Regions from separate parts of the Zea mays genome. Here regions 2, 3 and 4 are each linked to region 1. A link is a contact called in public Hi-C data. All regions are on one chromosome and are shown on one strand. The core of a region is the stretch at or near the end of the contact, and the rest is flanking DNA. Distances in the headings are between cores, read along the strand shown.

Evidence for each region. A called contact is a pair of places that touch in the nucleus more often than the background predicts.
Region 2: a contact with region 1 is called in a Hi-C map of ear, with 2.8 times the contacts expected there. The contact joins the promoter of LOC103631145 here to the promoter of LOC103631147 in region 1. A contact is called at or near these places in 2 of 25 Hi-C or Micro-C datasets (ear and tassel).
Region 3: a Hi-C map of leaf shows a contact between it and region 1, with 7 times the contacts expected there. The contact joins the promoter of LOC100191756 here to the promoter of LOC103631147 in region 1. A contact is called at or near these places in 14 of 25 Hi-C or Micro-C datasets (bundle sheath, ear, endosperm and 4 more) and 1 of 3 datasets of contacts at active chromatin or transcription factors (seedling).
Region 4: a Hi-C map of ear shows a contact between it and region 1, with 2.3 times the contacts expected there. The contact joins the enhancer-like site here to the promoter of LOC103631147 in region 1. A contact is called at or near these places in 2 of 25 Hi-C or Micro-C datasets (ear and leaf).

The regions. Positions count from the first base shown.
Region 1 is chr6:83,997,007-84,000,263 of Zm-B73-REFERENCE-NAM-5.0, reverse strand. It overlaps LOC103631147 (F-box/LRR-repeat MAX2 homolog), which reads right to left and starts at 1,580. Exons shown (of 1, transcript XM_020539294.3): 1 at 1-1,580. The coding sequence starts at 1,072.
Region 2 is chr6:83,665,696-83,668,952 of Zm-B73-REFERENCE-NAM-5.0, reverse strand. It overlaps LOC103631145 (alcohol dehydrogenase), which reads left to right and starts at 1,559. Exons shown (of 8, transcript XM_020539982.1): 1 at 1,559-1,604; 2 at 1,841-2,121; 3 at 2,637-2,696; 4 at 2,778-2,871; 5 at 2,988-3,195. The coding sequence starts at 1,559.
Region 3 is chr6:84,328,163-84,331,419 of Zm-B73-REFERENCE-NAM-5.0, reverse strand. LOC100191756 (putative Solute carrier family 35 member C2) reads left to right here and starts at 1,742. Exons shown (of 12, transcript NM_001137183.1): 1 at 1,742-2,294; 2 at 2,390-2,559; 3 at 2,661-2,746; 4 at 2,842-2,891. The coding sequence starts at 1,993.
Region 4 is chr6:84,280,380-84,283,636 of Zm-B73-REFERENCE-NAM-5.0, reverse strand. No RefSeq gene overlaps it. Among protein-coding and RNA genes, the nearest start is that of LOC111589617, 29 kb to the right of the region's middle. Within about 2 kb of position 1,631, at least 14 of the 20 cell types and tissues checked have an H3K27ac peak or open chromatin away from gene starts, as enhancers often do. A contact at or near this core is called in ear and leaf, where this site is marked.

The DNA of each region.
Region 1 (3,257 bases), core at 331-2,830:
ATGAAGCCCTGCACAGCCCCTGGAAGCCCCCCAGAGTCAGGAACTTGATCCGTGGGCATCTGCGGGCAAGCGCCTCCATCGCCGGCGCCGTCTCCAGCACATTATGCCGCAGGTCAAGCGTGAAATCCTCCAGCGCCGGTAGCGCGGCGAAGAAGGAGACCAGCCCTGCAACGGTGACGGCCGCGTCCTCTCGTTGGCCCGTAGCTGCCGGCTCAAAAGGTTCCCGGAGCCGCAGCGTCGCCAGCTTGGGGCAGCTGGTGGCGATGGCGTAAAGCGCGTCGTCGCTGACGAAGTCAACGTACCGAGGGTTGAACACGCAGGGCGCCACGAGCTTGCGGAGATTGGGGCAGGATCCCGCGATGGCTCCCAGCTCGGTGGCGTGGAACCCGTCCGTGGCGCCCGCGAGGCCGAGGTCGAGCTCGGTGAGCGCCGCGGCTGCTGCCGGGTGCGCTGCGAGCGCCGGCCCGATGTCCTCCGTCCAGCAGTAGAACTCGGAGAGGTCGAGCGCCCTGAGCGCTGGGCAGTCCCCGAGGAGCGGCTCGAGATCCGCGCCGGCGTCGAGGCCCGGCGGGCGCTGGTGCCAGCGCACGAGCTTGACGCTGCGGAGGCGGGACCTCCAGTGCGGGGTGAGGCTGACGAGCGTGGTGGGGTCGCGGCAGTAGACGGCGAGCGAGGACACGGCGGGGAAGCAGTAGGCGAGGCGCGCCGCGACCAGCTCGTTCTGCTCCGCGACCTGCTGCGGCGTCACGGACGGCGCGACGGCGTCGGCCGACGGCGCCGCGGAGGAGAGGAACGGGTGGCCCCACGGGGACGCCAGCGAGAGGTCGAGCCGCTCCAGCGCCGGGAAGCAGAACGCCGGCCTGAGGAAGAGGAACGCGGGCGACCGTGGGTCCCCGCGCAGCGACAGCGCGGCCCGTGTGGCCCGCTCCGCCGCGAGGAGCCGGCGGCACGCCAGCGCGGCGCGGTGCCGCGACCGCGCGTCGGTGAGGAAGCCCAGGATGTGGAGCAGCAGCGGCTCTGGCAGGTCCAGGATGGGGGAGCCCGCCGCTGCCGCCGCGTCGTCCTCAGCCATGCGGTGCGACGCGGCGATGGGGGGTCGGACGGGATGGGGGATGCGCCGCCGCGTCCGGCAAAGTCGTCGATCCCTTTTTCCTTTCCCTTGCGCTGCGCGGGCGGGGGGGAGGAGAAGGGGGATGTGTGTGGCCTGCGGGTGAAGGGGCGGGCGGACCGGCGGAGTTGGGACGAGAGACACGGGAAGCTGCACAGCGAAGTGATATACTACTGGACGACAGCTCTGTCTCTTTTTTTACCCTTTTTGTCTGTATATAATAATTATCTTATCCTATCCGCATCGACGTATTTTTCAGACTAGCTGTTCCGCTGGCTGAGACTGACAGCAGCAGCAGATGGTCATGGAATCCTCTCACTCTAGGAGAAGTCGAGTCGAGAAGTCTCGCAGACGCACGCACTTCAGCTCTACCATGGGCACACAGCTCTCACGGCTCTAGGGTTTGGACTAGCCAGCACCTCCATGTAAACAGACGTAATGATTTACAGTGTAACGGAGTAAAGTTTAAAATAGCAAACAAGATAGTGAGTCTGTTGGAGTAAAGTTTAAAATAGGAAATAAGATAGTGAGTCTGTTGGAGATATGGCTGGAAATAAGGTGAGCCAAGCTCGGCTCAATTGGTGACGGATCTCGGTTCGACTCGGCTCACTTATTGCATGAGTTTAAGGATGCGTGATGCTCCGTTTGGCTCCATTATGACTCATGAGCTAGCCAGCTAGCTCGCTCATTGCACGAGCTTAAAGATGAGTCTTACTTCGGCTCGATATTGCACACCATAATAAATATAATTGTATTATGTATTAAACTAATAGTATTTAAATATGAAATATAGAATCATTATTCAATATTATGACGATCTAAAATTTTAATTGTTATATATCCATCATTAAAGATTAAAAAATGAACCGATAATCTATTATGATTACGCAAATTGATTAATTCAGATTAAAAAATGAACCGATAATCTATTATGATTACGCAAATTGATTAATTCAGCACAGTTGACGCGGCTCGCGAGTTGGCTCAGCTCGCTTCAACGACGAGCCCAAAAATTAGGCTCGAATCGGTTTATTCGAGGCTCGCGAGTCGCTCTGAGTTTAAGCTGGCTCGTGAGCCTATAGCTTATTTTCTAGCCACTACACAGTTAGGCTCTAAATCATTTTTAAATTCAAAAGCCTAAATAGGATATGGCGATGGGGTCGTCGACGCTGGCGAGGGCGGTAGGTGGCAGAAGGGATCCCAGCGAGAACCCGAAGCTCTTCACAGGCGATGTGGTAGGTTAGACTACCTCCATCAGTTTACCCATATGACATATTCAAACCACACTCTACAGACAGTGTAATGTATAGTGTAAAACAATGTTTTGGTGACCATATGGATGTATACATTGCACGCATATGGTATATGGTCACCCAAAACACTGTTTTGCACTGTACATTGTATTGTTTGTAGAATATAGTTTGAATATCATTAGGGTATAGAAAAGCTACTGGAGTTAGTCGCTGACTATCTGACTGTCTATAATTATTATTGACTACCTCGATTTTCATTTGCTTAACAAAACAGGCAATACATAGAGCTAGAAGGATGATATAAGATGCACCCGTGGTACTGAAAGTTATACCACCAGACGTTATTCTGGAAGACCATATACCAAGTACTGTGAACTAGACTCACGCTATGTCAAACAGAGAAGATGATATTATCGTCTCAGCGTCCGTGCCACCAGTATTGACAACAAAAGGCGACAGGAAGAATTTTTTGCCAGGTGAAGAAAATATTCCCCAGCTGCATTGCAGAAGAAAAGAAGAAAGTACGGGAAATATGGCCTATATGACTAGGGGCAAATGCATCAACATGTGTGAACGATCACAAAAAATATGTAATCAAAAGACAGAGAGGTAGGCCTAAAGGGACAGGTCGTGTGAAAAGTTGTGCAACTTCAGATGATGACCAAAACGAATCATTAACAGAAGACGATGTGGTGTAATGACTCGAACTATATAGTTATTATTGGACGTTTAAAATTTATTACTGATCATAATGCACTTATTACTGAACACTTTATATTAATTACTGGACATTTTATAAGTATTACTAAATATTTTATACTCCCCTCCGTCCACAATTAGTATCATTACATAGATACTATTATCGAGGAGTCAACTATTTTTAACTTTGATCATAT
Region 2 (3,257 bases), core at 310-2,809, 330 kb after region 1:
ATCAATCAAGTCTAAGAAATCATTAGACTTGAAACTGGAGCACGACTTTGTATCATCAAAATAACCTCTCTTTTGGAACACAATAGAAACAACTTCAACATAAATTGTTGAACATTGCAAGTAATAGAGATTATTCAAACAGTTGCTCTTTAAGATAATACGGTTGCCACGAGAAACCTTAAGAACACCATCAATAGCAGCAAAATTGAATCCCTTTGCTTCTAAAGTGCTCAAAGAAATAAAATTTCTCTTCAATTTTGGAACAAAATGGACATCGATAAGTTTCTTAATACTGTCATCATGAATTTGGATATAAATAGAGTCGATTCCAATAATCTCACATGTGGATCCATCTCCAATAACAACCTCACCAGCATGAGACTGAACATAATCAGAAAACCAATCTCTATGCGAACAAATATGAAAAGTGCAAGCGGAATCGAGAACCCAAGAAGAACATTTTTCAACAGAGGCAACAAATAAAGTTTCTCCACTATCCAAAGTTTCCACAAAACTGGCTTCAACAAAAGACTTATCCAATTTTTTTCTTTCTCTCCTCTTTATTTCTCACCTTGGGACATTGAGAAATATGATGAGTATTTTTTTCTGCAATAACGACAATAAAGGTTGGATTTATGATCTTCAGATCCCTGAACAATTAAACCTTCACCTTTGGGTTCAGAACGAGAATCAACATCAAATTTTTTTTAGACAACAAATTTGACTTAACATTCTCAAAGGACAGTGAAGTATAATTACCATAAAGAATAATTTCCTTAAAATGCTTAAAAGAAGTGGGCAATGAGACTACCAACAAAATTGCCTTATCTTCATCATCTATCTTCACATCAAGGCTCTCAAGATCCACAATAATTGAATTAAATTCATTAAGATGTGACTGAATAGATGTACCTTCCGCCATATAGATAGTATAAATGCGCTCTTTGAGACGGAGCTTATTAGCAAGACTTTTGGTCATATATAGCTCCTCTAATTTCTTCCATAATTCTGCCGCAGATTTCGCATTCATTACTTCACGCAGAACATCAAGAGATAAACTGAGAGATAAACTAAGTTGCAAGGCGGACAAAGTTTTTTTCATCAAGATCCTCCCAATTATCATCAGTCAAGGTCACAGTTGTAACGCTTTTCGTAAACATAACTCGATAAGAACAGTCTTTATCTGAATTTGCCAAATAGCAAAACTGATTTTGTCATCAAACTTCGGAATATCAATTTTAGTTGACATTTATAATCTGAAATAAAAAATCCGAGATAATGTAGAGAGCGAACAAAAATTAATTGCTCCTACTCCTTGCGTGAGAAATTAGCACAAACATCAATGATCTACAGTAGCCTTCCTTGCTTGGGAGTTGTGCACAACAAATTACTACCCACTGCTGCAGAGAAGCGCTGACGAGATGCACAGTTGATGGTGTCGTCGAATACGGGACACACCTTGCCGCCGTCGGGACAGCACGCGACGAACGCGACTTTGCAGAGTCCGCCAGCGACGCTTGCCGTAGATGAGGGCACCCGCAACCCGGGTCAGCACGCCATGCGAGAGGACGACCACATATCTAGAGAACAGTGCGACCGATCTGGTGAGACGACGAACTGGCGGTGGCCGAGAAAACTGTGTCTAGCTCTATATATCTCTACTAACTATTAAGAGGGCAGTGTAGACTGCCCCCGCCCGCGGATAACGCGTCCGCCCGCCTGCCCCTGCCGCGAGATTCCCTTCGCCCCCCCCCCCCCCCCCGCCGCGATTCCCCAACCGCCCGCGGCTAATCCCCCGCTACACCCGCGGCGAATCCCCCGCTACGCCCCTACCGTGCAGCCCACTACCGCTCTGTACATGGATCCTCTTCTCGCAATCCCGCGCCGCATCCCCTCTCGCCCTGCCGGCGAGAGCGCGGCCCGCTGAGGCGGCGACCGTCGTTCAAGCGCCGGTGGCAGCAGCGGTCATGGTGGGTGCGCCTCTTGCTCTCCCTCCTCCTCGCTCTCGCATGCGTCCTCCTCCTCGCTGTCCTCCTCGGCTCCCCCGACCCCGACACCTCGCCGTCCACCTCCACCGCGTCCTCCGGATCCGAGGTCACCTCCTCCCCTCTCCTCAGTCAGGTAACCACGTCGCGTTTTTCGCATCCCCGTCTTCACCGTGAAACCTGCAATCGCCACGCCGAGAAAGGTTCGCCTGGTGCCCTCTGAAGTGCATTGACATGTAGATAGAATGGAATGTTTCTGTTCGCATTGGTGAATGGGGTTGCTTTTTCGTTTTGTTATCTGTAGATTTGTTCTTGTGCTTTTTGGATTTCAGGTGTCCAAGATTCCTTGAGCTACTGTCAAATACTACGATGTGTTATGTTATGTTACTCATCTCTTTTTTATGTGTGTACTTTTTAGAGAGAAAAATACCTTTTAGTCCCATTGTTTCAGTTTACAGTCAAATTTACAACTGCTTCGAAGTAAATGGGAAAACAACTCAATAATCTTGGCTTAGAGATGCGAATTTGGCCATTGCTTGTAACTTTATATTAAAATGTGAATATGTGATCTGTTCTTCTGCAATTATGACTTGGCATGCCTTCTGTAACCGGTGTACAAGAATTACTAATATTTTTCATTATGCTTTTAAGATTTTGGACTACGTCGGCGCCTTCATAATGCCATGTGGGAACTGCTTCTACCGCGTTAAGGTAGAGCAACTTCGTTGAATTACGACATATATTTCTGTGCTTTTCTTGCTTGTTACGCTCATGCCCATTGATTTGATACAGGGCCAAGAAGATCTGTGCGAGTCTTTCTTCATGTATAATCGTGCCAAGGGGACACTCTATGATGGCGAGACACGACTGTTTCTAAGGGGCAATGGTAACCTGAGGAAACAGATCCACATCATGCATCATCATCAGTAACACCACAATATTTTTTTACGAGAACACCACAATATAATTGCTTCAAGTAACCTGAAAATTCTCCATCTGCAGGGAAACCAGTGTACATGTATAGTATGGGAGGGCTTGCAGAGTATTGTGTTGTCCCAGCCAATGCGCTAGCAGTTCTTCCTGACTCACTGCCATATACAGAATCAGAAATTTTAGGATGTGTAGTGTTTACCTCGTATGGTGCCCTAAGGCATGCTGCTGAAATGCGGCCTAGTGATTCGGTAGCTGTGATTGGAGTTGGAGGGGTTGGGTCAAGGTCAGCTGATGTCTGATAAATTTGAGGATATTTCTTTTCTCCATTTTTTTGGGACT
Region 3 (3,257 bases), core at 493-2,992, 330 kb before region 1:
CTGCGACAAGCGGCGACACCGCCTACGCCCTGCGCGACTGCGCCCGCCGCTAGCCGCTAGCCCCGCCTCCACCTGTTGCCCTCTGGACTCCACCCCTCCACCCACCCGTCCACCGGCATAGCCACAGAAACCTTAGACTGAGGCACCCTGAATCTATCTGCTATTATTCAGGTATTCAGGTTGGTGTTCGGGCAATCCTTGTTCTCCCCTCAGCACAAATCGATTGCCAAGGTATGTCTCAGTGTTTTTTGATTGACTTTGTTCGATCTAGCTTTTGAAACCTTGAAAAATAGTTAATTTATGTTTTTCTGTGATGCTTTATTAGATGAATAGAAGTTTGTTAAATGGTACACAGTTTTCCCCCGAATATATCAATGGTGTCAAAGAATTTATGAGCTTTATTCAAAAAAAATTCGGTGAGGATGAAGATATTTTGTGTCCATGTAGTAGATGCATCAACCAGAAGTCCTTTCATCAAGCCCTTGTGGAGAAGCATATATTAATGAATGGGATGGAAAGTACATATATTCAATGGATACATCATGGAGAGAACTTTGAGGAAGATGCCGATCATTCGATACATGGGACATGTGTGATTGAGGATGGCAACTATGGTGATGATCGTTTTGATGGGATGTTACAAGACCTATGCACTGTAGAAGACCAAGATAAAGAGGATGGTGAAAATGAGGATGGAGACAATACTAATGATGACAATGAGTCATTTTATGGTGTAGTGCTGAAAGAGGCGAAACATCTTATTTATTCTGGTTGTACCAAATTTTTAAGGTTGTCCTTTGTTGTAAAGCTCACTTTAACATCCTGTGAACTACAAACACAAACCCTAGCAACCATATTAGGCTATGTTGATCATTAAACACCAGAATCAATTAGTCAAATAGACGGAGGTCCATTTTCCTTACAGTGTTTGTGGTCGTGTGCGTTGTTAGCGAGCGCACACAAACAGTGGGTGCAACATGTTGGTGAAAAATGAACTCAAACGAGTAAATTGTAGTTATCCACTCAATTGGATATACAAATTTGTCCGTGAATAGTAGTATTCTATCTGCTGTAGGTGAACGGTAAACCGATATAAAAACTAATTTCCTATTTTCATGTCGGTATTTTGCATTTCCCGTCTGTCTGTTGTGCACCGGTCATGAAAATTTTGGTTTCCAGACGCTCTGGACAATCAGGTCGTATACGAAACATGCAAGTTGCTTATTTTCACTCTTCTATGTCGATGCCGGACAAAGAGAAAAACAGATTAGGTGACCTGTTACATTAAATGCCTGAAGCAAAAGTGATAGAACTGGCCACTTCATCTGAAGCATTCAAGCGTGTATATATAGCACCATTAGATGCTGACATTTAGCTGTGTGTCTCCAGCAATGCCAAATTTCAGGGCCTGATGTGCATTTGCTGTAGCCTGAGCAGGTGCGGTGCCTACCTGCAGTCCTCCGTCCTGGGCGGCCACGCACAAGTGCAGCACTCCCAAGTCCCAAGTTCCCAACCACAGCCCACCTGCAGTCCTTTGTTTCTACTTCTGGCAGAAAGAAGGTGTTGGTCAGAGCTTACATATCGCCGCACAAAAAAAGCATGTGTTGTGTTGGGAGTGAGATCACCATGGCGGCGTGCAGCCAGTTTTATATTGTACTACCCGTGTGTTAGGTACAACAGCCACAGGTGTCTTCTTCGGCTGCCAGCGTGCGCCCCACAAACACATGAGGAGGAGGGCCGTCGGGGCGCGTCCATCCGGTCCGGACACCCGAGTACCCGACCTGCTTGCTCATCGCGCGCACCCGCCAAAGCAACCAACCGCCCCATCGTCCCCGTCCTGTTCCGGCAGGCAGCCGCTCCCGCTCCCGCTCCCCCACCCCACTCCCCCTCGCGCGGCGCGTTCTCAGATCCCCCGCCCGGTTGGCACCGGCACCCCGGTCCGAAATGCGAGGAGCCTTGTAGCGCCTCGGAGCACGGACGGAATCGCGCCGCATGCATCCCAAGCCCGAGGGCGGCGGCGACGACGACGGGGCCGCCGCGGAGGTGGGCTCCCCGCGGTCCGGCTACTTCCGGCAGCGGAGCATGCACGCCGCCGCCGCCGCCGCGGATCCGGAGGCGGCGCGCCGGCCGTTCCACGTCGAGAACCCGCCTTGCTCCGCCGGCGGGGGGCTGCGGCCCAGCGAGTCCGTCACCAAGCTGGAGTCGCTGGAGCGTGCCGCGCTGGCGCCCGCCGTGGTGCTCAGGACCGGGTTCTACATCCTGGTGTGGTACGCGTTCAGCACCTGCCTCACGCTGTGAGTGGCCTGGATCCCCCCCTCTCTCCTGCTTCCCCCCCGCTTGCGGAGGAGACGGCGGCCTGACTGCTTCGTTGCTGCGTGGTGGGTGCCAGATATAACAAGACGCTGCTGGGGGATAAGCTCGGCAAGTTCCCGGCGCCGCTGCTGATGAACACCGTGCACTTCGCGCTGCAGGCGGGGCTCTCCAAGCTCATCATCTGGTTCCAGCCCAAGGGGCCCGAGGCCGCCGTCGACATGGGGTGGAAGGACTACTTCATGAGAGGTGTGGATCTCGCTCTACGAGAAATTCGCAGCCATGGTTTGCTCTTGCTTGTTTGTTACGGCTGAGTAGCGATCGATCCTTACTAGCCGTTCTGCATGCAGTCGTGCCAACTGCTCTCGGGACGGCCTTGGACATAAACCTGAGCAACGCGTCTCTGGTGTTCATCTCGGTGACGTTTGCTACTATGGTGTGTTTACCAAAGGATTTAATTTGCTTGCTCTCCTTTAGTTAGATTCCTTGATTTGTTCAGTAACTAGAGTTCATGAAATTGATCTTTTGCAGTGTAAATCAGCCTCCCCGATATTCTTGTTGCTCTTTGCTTTTGCATTTAGGTGAGTGCTGGGCTTCATTTCCCCGTTATAATTTGCCTACTTGGAAATTAGTTGTAAATTGCACTATATCCATATTAGTACAGCAGGACACTCATATTCTGCAACAATCGTTACAGATTTGCCAAAATTTTTTGTTGATACAGTTTTATGTTTATCCTGCCTTTTGAAGACAATTAGTTGAAGCAGCCAATTAATGCTGTGCACTAATGAAACATGGTAGTCTTAAGCTAGAAACGTGTTACATGAAACCAAAAAATGTGGTCCCAATGTAAAGCAGTGATAAACCCACACTTCCCTTAACCCACGTGAGGATCTGGTGTGAACTTCAAATGGACACAGCCACACAAATTGCCTAGTATCTGGATA
Region 4 (3,257 bases), core at 382-2,881, 280 kb before region 1:
TGTTGTAAAGAAAAAGTTGAGAAATAATATGGGTGATCAGTTCATGAGTGATTGTGTAACACCCCTGGTGTTTATATTCCGCTCGACAACGAGTATGGATTTAAGCACGTAATATCAGTGGATAAAACAGATTTTAAATTTTAATCATCTTCGGTTATCGCGATTTTAATATCGCATCGGTTTCATCGGTCGCGAGTGTGACATCGTTTTTATTTTTATCCATCCGGGCTCTTCATAAATTTTCGTGATGTTCGGAACATAATTGTTCTGAAAATCGGCGAGTCCGGTGAATATTTAAAATTCATCGCTCGTACGAATACGGATTCAGAAGCTCGACCCACTTGGATGATTTATATCCCGGGCAAATTAATAGAACTCGATGACTAAGCTTTCAATGTAAAATAATTTAATCTCTTTTTTGTCATCCGTGACATCGCGTCTACGGATTTTTAATTAAATTGTTTTCTAACCGAGTGTTCGGATAACGGACGGACTTCGTCTAAAATCAACTGAATCGGATGCTGATTGAAATAACGAAGCCGAAATCCATTTAATTCGTTCCGATTGCATCTTGCCCCGATCCAAAACTTTGGATAAATAACGGGTGCAAATTCATTTGATTTCGAAGTATTCGCTAAATCAAAACCGTGACAGTGTGTCCGAGAATTATAATGGAGCTTCGATTCTCTGGTAAATTTATCAGATTTTTGAATCGAATCAACTGTCGCAATTACCGTCGACTCTTTTGTTATCGCAAGAAATCCCGGTTCAAAAATATCTTGATTCCTCGGTTAAATAAATAAATAAAAAAATCTATTGTTTCTATCCTGTGGGCGTGTACAGCATTCCAGAAGCTGAATCACGTCATCTTTCTTATCCTCTACTGCCCCTATCTCTAGATTTTTTTTCACGTTGCTCTTATCCGTGCATTTGCTCCCTAGGAAAAAAATCTTCCTTCCCTACTAGCGTTTGCCGAGCACGTACTTTACCTGTACTTCGCGAAGTTGTCCCTGCTTGCTTCCCCTGCTTTTCCTTTCCGTTTCTCACGGACGCACGCCCTCTGCCCCCACCGTCTTCAGCTCGCCCAGGACGGCGTGTTGCTCGCTCCCCAGCTTGGACCGCGCGGCTCCCTACGGCGCTCGCTCCACCTTGCTCGCCTATGGCGCCCAGCCCGGTTTCCAGCCTCCTCCCGGCCATGAGCTCGACCATGGCGGCTCCCTGTGCTCGACGCTCAGTTCTCTCTGTCTCCCATGGCCGCCGCGCCCTGGTCCAGTCTTCCTGCGCGTCGGGATGGCCCTCCTCTCTCCTCTGTTCGCCCAGCTCGGCCACTCGTCCGGCCTCGAGCTTCTCCCTCGCGCGCCCTTTCTGCTCGGCGCTCTGCTCCTCTCGCCATGGCGTCCATCTTTCTAACCGCGATTTCCTTGCTCGGCTTCTCCCTCCCACTATCTCTTTCTCTGCGCGCGAGCTCGCCCCTATCCCCCTGCTCGCTCGTGCTTTGCCGAGCTTGCTCCTGCGCGCAACGCGCCCAGCCAGCTCCCTGCCAAGTCCCAGCCGAACTCCTCCGTACAGTGCCCTGTCCAGGCTTCCTGTTCCTGGGCGTTGTCGCCTTGCGCGCGCGGTCCTCTGCCCCTGCGCGTAGCCGGTTTTTCAGTTCGCCGTGGAGCCTGCGCGCTCGGTTCTGTCCAGTTCGTGTACTGCTCGCCCGTCCACGCGGCACGTCATCCATGGCCGCTGTCCGTCGTCGAGTCCGTACGCGCGCACCAGCTCCCTGTGTCGCATTCCATTCGCCTAAACCGGAGTTCGCCAGTTGTCCCTGCTTGCCGGTGTGCTGCTGCTCTAGTTTGGATCTCGCCCAAGTCGCTGGCATGGTTGTCCGGTGTTTGGCCCGCGCCGATTCGCGTTCTCTCATATCGCCATCGTCGTGTTGTCGCTGGTGATAGCTTCGCGTGCGCGTCAAACTCCCGCGTCGAGTCTTTTTCCTGCTCGCTGCGCGCCATCTCAGCTCGCTCGACCTTAATTTCGTCGCGTCGTCGACCTTGTCGTTCGCTGTCGAGTCTCGCTATCCATCGCGAAGTCCCCTGCTGTCAGCCTCCGCACCTGTCCTATGCCGTCGTAGCCGGTTTGCCTCCATCTCGTGGTGGTGTTGCACTGCCGTCGAGTCCCGATATCGATCTGGTTGTCGTCGAAGTGAAGCTCAGTTTAACGCTCGCCAAGGGTTCGATCAAAGATTTTATTCGAAGACTGTCGACGTTCTCGCAAGCTTTAAGTCAGATTTAATGGACGGTAAGTGGATTTGTTATTCCAGTCGACTAAATATAATATTTATTAGACTACTTGAATCGTGTACGGTGATTTAATCGGTAGTCATACGTGTTGCTGATTCCTTGTGTTATAATAGTTATTACGTTCTAGGTAGTTTGCTTGGGTTATTAGTTTCGAGTAAATTAATATTAGTACGGTATTTAACATGTAATTGACAAAAAATTTGGATTCATATTCGTTAATCAAAGTAGTAAATCTAAGCTAAATTTATTATTGGCGCGCAAGTTGTTAGCCGAATTGTTAGATAGATTAAATAAATATGTGTGATGCAAAATAAAATTAAATTAGTTTTTGGTGAGCAAAGTGATATAATTTATAAAGCGAGAGATAAATTTAGCATTTAATTAAGTAACTAATGAGTTGTGTTTAGGCTAATTATGTTTAAAGTGTATGATTTGTTGTTTGTAATGTTTGTGTTAGGTTCGTTTAATTTAGGAAGCGTAATTATAGCGCGTAGTCGTATATTAATAACTAGTGTTTCCGTGTAAGATTGTACAACGCCTCGCCACTAGGTGTTTAATACACTATCGTATAACACTATTTAGGTTTATAATATTCCCGTTCTTATGCATTCATGTGCATTATGCAAATCATTTAGGTACGATAATTAATCGCGCGATGCGGAAGACAAGCCAAGTCGACCCCAAGCGCGGGCTACTCCGCATGGTGAAGCTGAAGGACGAACGCATGGATGGATGACCTGACAAGTGCCAAGACAAAGAATGGTCGTCAAGTGCTCATCGCCTAACCAACACTAACCTAGTGTTACTCAGGCAAGCCCCGGTGCATTTGCCACCTCCCTTGATACTTTTAAAATCTTTCTCACTTGCTTGATGCATTAGGTGATAGGAGTTGATTGCTAAAACCATTCCTGCATTACCTTCTTTGAATCTGATTACCTTCCTTAATCGCCTGTTTTACAAAAGCTTTTTGAT